2 separate regions of the Mus musculus genome follow, and region 2 is linked to region 1. A link is a contact called in public HiChIP or PLAC-seq data. All regions are on one chromosome and are shown on one strand. Each heading gives the region's core, a stretch centred on a gene start, on an enhancer-like site or on the middle of the called end of the contact. The rest is flanking DNA. Distances are from core to core; before and after follow the strand shown.

What was found. HiChIP or PLAC-seq counts read pairs in DNA pulled down with a chosen protein or histone mark.
Region 2: a contact with region 1 is called in an H3K27ac HiChIP or PLAC-seq map of embryonic stem cells, with 8 read pairs. The contact joins the enhancer-like site here to the promoter of Zc3h15 in region 1. A contact is called at or near these places in 1 of 39 promoter capture datasets (hippocampal neurons), 1 of 15 datasets of contacts at CTCF or cohesin (the NIH/3T3 cell line), 2 of 484 Hi-C or Micro-C datasets (both in embryonic stem cells), 4 of 115 datasets of contacts at active chromatin or transcription factors (bone marrow-derived macrophages and embryonic stem cells) and 3 of 9 other capture datasets (adipose tissue, liver and pancreatic islet).

Annotation. Positions count from the first base shown.
Region 1 is chr2:83,642,880-83,646,131 of GRCm38.p6, reverse strand. Zc3h15 (zinc finger CCCH-type containing 15) reads right to left here and starts at 1,554. Exons shown (of 10, transcript NM_026934.3): 1 at 1,405-1,554. The coding sequence starts at 1,479.
Region 2 is chr2:83,690,799-83,694,050 of GRCm38.p6, reverse strand. No RefSeq gene overlaps it. Among named protein-coding and RNA genes, the nearest start is that of Itgav, 32 kb to the left of the region's middle. Within about 2 kb of position 1,545, at least 25 of the 459 cell types and tissues checked have an H3K27ac peak or open chromatin away from gene starts, as enhancers often do. A contact at or near this core is called in embryonic stem cells, where this site is marked.

The DNA of each region.
Region 1 (3,252 bases), core at 305-2,804:
TGTAAGTAAAATGCTATTTCTGAATGTCCTTTGTTGGCACAATATTGAATTGCCACCAGATTATTATTCCCAGAGATTTAAGTCTCCCAAATCCTGATTTTTTTCTTCAGATGTAAAGGTGACAATTATTTTTCTTTCTTTTATTTTCCCTTGGACAAGAGTTTCTCTGTGTGCTCTGGCCATTCTGTAGACCAGGCAAACTGTCTACTGAGATGAAAGGCACACACCAGCACTGCTTGGCAACAGTTTTGCTTCCAGATGTTTGGCTACGGCAGTTCTACCTTAGAACTCCAACAGTCAGTAAATTATTAGATGTGTTCACATTAATTTTATTTAAATTAAATCAGCCAACTTTAACTACATACAATCTGACAAAAGATTAATCTCATTAGCGTGTATAAAGGAACCCTGGCGAATTCTCACTTCTATCTTTCAAGGCTATAACAATCAAATGTTGAAAAAAAACGATCATAAGCAAACATCTCATTTCGAAACCCCAAACATTCATTCTGGCTATTTTAATAAGAACGAGCCTACTAAAGGTTACTTTATACTCAGATGCTGTAAAATAGTCATCTTTTCTTCCAACTACATCCAAGTCTATGAGGTACCATTTACTTTTAAATGAGGATTAGTATGGAAGAAATACGTTTATCGAATGTGAAATTTCATTACCTATCTTAAGGAAACTCAAGTAGACAATCGTTGTAACCTGAGGAACATTTAAGAACATCAGTACCTTGCCTCACTCACTGAATGCCTACAAGTTCAATGCATTAAAAGACGCTCGTGTGTGTGTGTGTGTGTGTGTGTGTGTGTGTAGGTAAACTGGGAGCTCCCAATTTAACATAGGTACTGTGACAGAGCCTACGTTTAATTCAGACTCCATGTATGAACGAAGCATTCTGTACAAAACCGCTGGGCCACGCTTTTTGGGAAACCTCTGTTCTTGACACGAAAGTTTCCAGATGGACCAAACACCAAAAGAAACAACAACAACAAAAAAGTGGTAAATAGTCCGCTGGCTCTTGAAAATGAACAGCGCTACCTCTCACTGCCTGATAAAGAAAAAAACCAAACCCAAGGCGTCAGGTCAGTCAGGAGGGGCCTTCCAGAGCGCCACTCAGCTTGTTTTTTCAGGCACAGCCCGAGGAGCCGCGGAAAGTCGTGAGCATCGAAAGGCCGGGCCGGGGGTCCCTGGGCGGCCGAGTGGGCGCGGCGGGCGCGTGGGTGGAGACGCGGCGAGCGCGGGGGCGCAGCGGCCTCACTACAGCGATGAGGGGCGGCGAGAACCACTTCAGTCGGGGCCCACCGGGCCGGGCGCCGACACGTGGCCCCGGGGAGCCGCGCTCCGCAGCCCGGCGAGCCCCAGCCCGGTGCGGCGGGGAGGGGGAGGGGACGTACCTCGATGATCTTCTCCTTCTTCTTCTGCTCCGCCTTCTTGCTGCCCCCGGCCTGAGCCTGTTTCTTGGGGGGCATCGCGGAGGCGGGGGGCACCGGGCCGACTGCGACGCAGATGGCTACCGTCGGGGCGTCCGGCAGCTCGGCGGGAGCAGGAAGACCCAGCCGCCGCCGCAGCGCACGGAAAGCGACTCGCTCATTCGCCGCCCGGATGTGGCCTTTGCGACAGCACGGCGCCGCTATGCACTGTGGGGCGCGAGGCGAGGCGCCCGGAAGTGGAGCTGCGCGTGCGCTCCGGCTGCGCCGAGCCGGGAGGGGGCGTGGATGAGACGTGGGAACTGGGAAAGGCGCGGCGTGTGACGCCTCCTTTTGGTGAGGCGCTTGCCACTTGCTTGGCTTCGTCCTTCATTAGCACCGCGAGTGATGCCTCCTCACCTCACTTGTATAGACCCCTGGCGTAGAGAGTTCTAGATCTAGTTAGCACTGGACAGTACCATCTTGAGTAATCACGGAGCGGCTGCATCAATTATGAGCTACTGTCTTGTCCTCTGGAGGGGCAGGGTTGCAATGCAGCACCTTCAGTATGAAGTTGCGTAAAGAAATAAAGTTTCATTTGGAGATCGTCAGACGTGGAGTCCTAGTGGGTGAAATCCTTAGTTTCTCTTCAAGTCCTGTACTAATTTTAGGGGGCTGCCTTAACGATTCCGGAAAAAAAAAAATCACTATTTTACTATGTCAAACTAGCCTAACAGTATGGGCCAAGCCCAATTTAAGGTTAGTTTAAGTGTTTGGTAAATTCCATAATGACTTTACACACACGATTTCACTCATTACATCTACACTGAGGTACGAATGGTTAACTGTTAGCACTGTTTGAGATGAAACGCAGAAAGAAAGGTGGCTAAATGTAAAATCCAAGATAAGAATTTCAGCCTGGTTAGTCTTGCTTCAGGGCTCTGTTTATATTGTAGACTAAACCAAAAGTATGGCTTTTGATATGCAAATGAATCTACTATTTTTTATTCAGCCAAATACTGACTTTAAAAAAGCACACAATGAATGGCTGTTCTTTTGCATGGTTACTGTTTTACCTACATTGATTAACAGAAGAATCATCCTTCCAGAGAAGGGAGTTATTAGTTTTTCAACAATTTCATAAGCAGAAAACTACTTTGGAACCCTAATGCCACCATGAGGGAAATGGACAGTGTTCATCTGATGGCAACCAAAGCAAAAAGAGACACTTAGGGGCAGGGGACCCAATATTCCTTTCAAGGGCTTTCCCCAGTGATCTACTTCCCTTCATGTGTTCCACTCTCCCTAGGAGTGTCACCCAACTCAACAGGAGCCTTTGTGGAACACTGTGACAGTTTACTTTTCTGTATTATTTATTCTTCAGAAGTTGATTAAGAATTCCTGTAGTAGCAGAATGTAGTAATCTTAATATCCCCCTTTTTAGTGATTCATTTAATGTCTCTAATTTTAAAGAATTTTTTTATGGCAATCGTAAGTATGGAAAAGTTGTAAACAATCTAGAATTTCACAGTCATAGCTGAAAAATCATAGTTCACTATTATCTTTTGTTCCTAACTTCTAACTAAACCTATCCCATGCTAATGCTAGACTATGTGACCAATATTCTTAATATATTCTCTTATATGGAAATTAGAGTTGGTTTTAGTTGTTTATAACCAAAATTTGTTATGGACTGAACTGTTATGGGCTGAATTGTGTTTTCAAAACTCACAACGTCTACTACTTCAGAATGTAACTACATTAGGAGATAAGGGCATTATAAAGGAAATAGGTAAGTTAAAATGAGACTTTCAGCATAGACCTAATCCAATCTGA
Region 2 (3,252 bases), core at 296-2,795, 48 kb before region 1:
AGATGGCTCAGGGGTTAAGAGCACTGACTGCTCTTGCAAAGGTCCTGAGTTCAAGTCCCAGCAACCACATGGTGGCTCACAACCATCTGTAATGAGGTCTGACGCCCTCTTCTGGTGTGTCTGAAGACAGCTACAGTGTACTTACATATAACAATAAATAAATATTTAAAAAAAGAAGTCACACTGTTCTGCCAATCACATTGTGCCTAATGGCTGCTGCTCTGAAAACTGTATACAAACTCAAACGGGCTGCACTCGGGTTGTTCTCTCTCCTTTGTGTGCAGAGTGATCCCAGTATACTGGAACAATAAAATTCCTCTTGCTTTTACATTGATCCCCGACTCCGAGTTGTTCACTCAGGGTGTCTCTGGTAAGCTAAGGCTCGCCAGAGTCTTACATAACCAGGTACAGCAGTCAGGAGGCCCAAAGGTACAGAAGGAGCAAGATGGTTGGATGTTGGGGTAATCTTTTTGTCCACAGTGTAAAGGTTGTCTTTGCATTATTCAAATGTTGGCTTCTGCACTGGAGGAGAGCTGAGTAACGTCCAGACTTGGTATTGTTACTTTTTATGGATCAGTATTTTGTAAACACTCCTCTCCATCACCTTCCAATTGGTTTAATAAAGAGCTGACAGCCAATAACTGAGGCAGGAGGGGAAAGGCGGGACTTATGGGCAGAGATAGGAACTCTGGGGAATAATTAAGGGACAAGTATTTGCCAGGCAGACACAGAGGAAGTCAGACACATGGGGACTGAATGAGAAGTAACAGGCCTTGTGGCAAACTCAGATTAGAATAAATAGGTTAAGTTATATGAGCCAGCTGAGAGATAGCAAAGTAAGGTCTCAGCTTTCATAAATAAATATGAGTCTCTGTGTTATTATGGAGATGGAGATGGTTGGATCATATAGGGAAGATCAGTCCAGCTCTGCTGGAGCGTTTAGGGTGGGGGTGGAGTATGCCAGCCAGGGACTGAGGAATGCTGGGAGAACCTGGTAGCCAGGTCGGCTTTGATATGTTAAGTAGGCAGCTCAGCCATTTGTCTCGGATTGAAAGCTAACAGTAGGTTATTTACTCAGAGCTTGTGAAAGGAAGAAGAGAAGCCAGAAAGGACACCTCTGGACAGAACAGTGCTATAGAGGTCTAGCTGAGCCTACAAGTGGCACGGAGGAGGAAGAAAGGCTCAGGAGAACGGGATGCCCTCCTGTGCTCAACGGTGCATAAAGGCCAAGGAAAAAAAACTGAACGTGTTGCCAAACGTAGGGTAATTGGTAACTCTTTGAAGGAATTATGTTCAGAAAGCAAACCAAGGATGGAATCCAAATTTCAAGAAACCAAGGAAATGAGTGAGTGGTAAGAAAATGGAAGCCATGAGGGCATCCTCCTTGTTAATAATTTAGGAATTCAAACAGGAAGAGCAAATGAAAACACCATTCAGTCCAGAAGGTTCTTGGTGGAATAACACGGCAGAGGAAAGAAGGGAAGAGCCTCAGGCCTCGGGCTGAGCCTCACCTCACAGAATCACCCATGGGTTCCTTGGGAGCCGGAGGGAAGAACCGGGCAGATTTTCAGTAATGGTGCGGGAGCTGAGGGACAGGACAGGCAATAAGAATGTGGAGCACGGTCTGTTGATGCCTACGAAGCAATGAGTGGGTAGTGTCTAGTGCGTAGCTGAGACAAGACACGTCTCACTATAAACCTGGCACCCCCACTTTCCCAAGCAACGAGAACTGTTCAGGTGTGTAAGTGATAGCAGCGCTTTCCCCACTATGTTAAACTGCTCTCTTTGTTTCTCTGTCATGGCAATTCTGTCTCTTCTTCCCCCTGGATCCCTTGCCCGTGCAATCTAAAGTCCCACCTCCATCTCCCTGCCCAGCTATCGGCTGTACAGCAATTCTTTATTACCAATCAAAGCCAGCTAGGGGCAGGGACCCTCAACGTCTGGAAGCAAGGCTTTTGGGAACCAAATTAAGACAAAGCATTAGAACCAATTCCTAACAGCTCCTGCCTCCGGGTTCCTGCCCTGGTTGAGTTTCTGTCCTGACTTTCTGTGTTGATGCACTGTGGTGTGGAAGCATAAGCTGAATAAACCCTTTATTTCTTTGGTCATGGTATTTTATCACAACAACAGTAATCCTAACTAAGACAATGTTTATTATATATTTCAAATTTATTATGGCAACAAAGAGTAGAATTTTCACATCGCTCTCATTGTCTAACAAATGAAGGATCCCAGCAAATATTTTTAAAATTGTTTTAAAGTTAATTTGAGGAATATACATTTAATAATCAAAGAATCAAAAAGTTTTCTGGAAAAGATTATTGTATCAGAACACCTTAGTCTAAACTGACACAGATTAGGGTTTTTTAAAAATGCTGTGAACTTAGCTTTATTAATCAAATTTATGATATTAAGTATGGAAAATCCATAGAATAAAAATGATTTCATAAAAGACAAATAATATAAGAGCGATACTTTTTTTCTTTTTTTTGGTTTTTCGAGACAGGGTTTCTCTGTGTAGACCAGGCTGGCCTCGAACTCAGAAACTCACCTGCCTCTGCCTCCCAAGTGCTGGGATTAAAGGCGAGTGCCACCACCCCCTGGCTCAAAAGCGATACATTTTTTTGTGGAAATGAATTTTTTGGTGCAAAAATAATCTAATGACCCTATTAATAATTTATAGCACCATACAATAAAACTTAGTTCATAAACTGACTGAAGTTGAGTTGGAGATTTTTAAAAGCCCCATTTCTTTGAGTCATATATATGTTATTGAATATAATATATAATATTTATATAATATAATATATAATAAATATATATTATTAAAAATAATTTTTAACCATTTTTTTCCGGTGCGGAGGAGAAAAGCGTCTCATGTAGACCAGGCTGCCTGGGCTGCCATTTACTATGTAGCTGAGGTTGGCCTTGGACTCCTCATCCTCACATCTTCATCCCTCAGATTTTAGATTTTAGATGTCCCAGCATGGGCACAGCTCTCTTCACTTTGCTTTTCGGGGTTTGGTGGAGCATGGGATCACTATGTAGCTCTAGTTAGACTTGAACTTGCGGATCTTCATCCCACAATCACTTAAGTTCTGGGAATGCAGGCATGACTGACTTGATGTTCTAAAAATATGCCGGTGGTAGGAAACAACTGTTAACCTGCACAGAGAGAGCGCTTCGCCTGCTTTGGCTGTGAGGCTATTCTATTGTTAAGAACTGCTCGATTGATTTTCAGAGTCAACACTG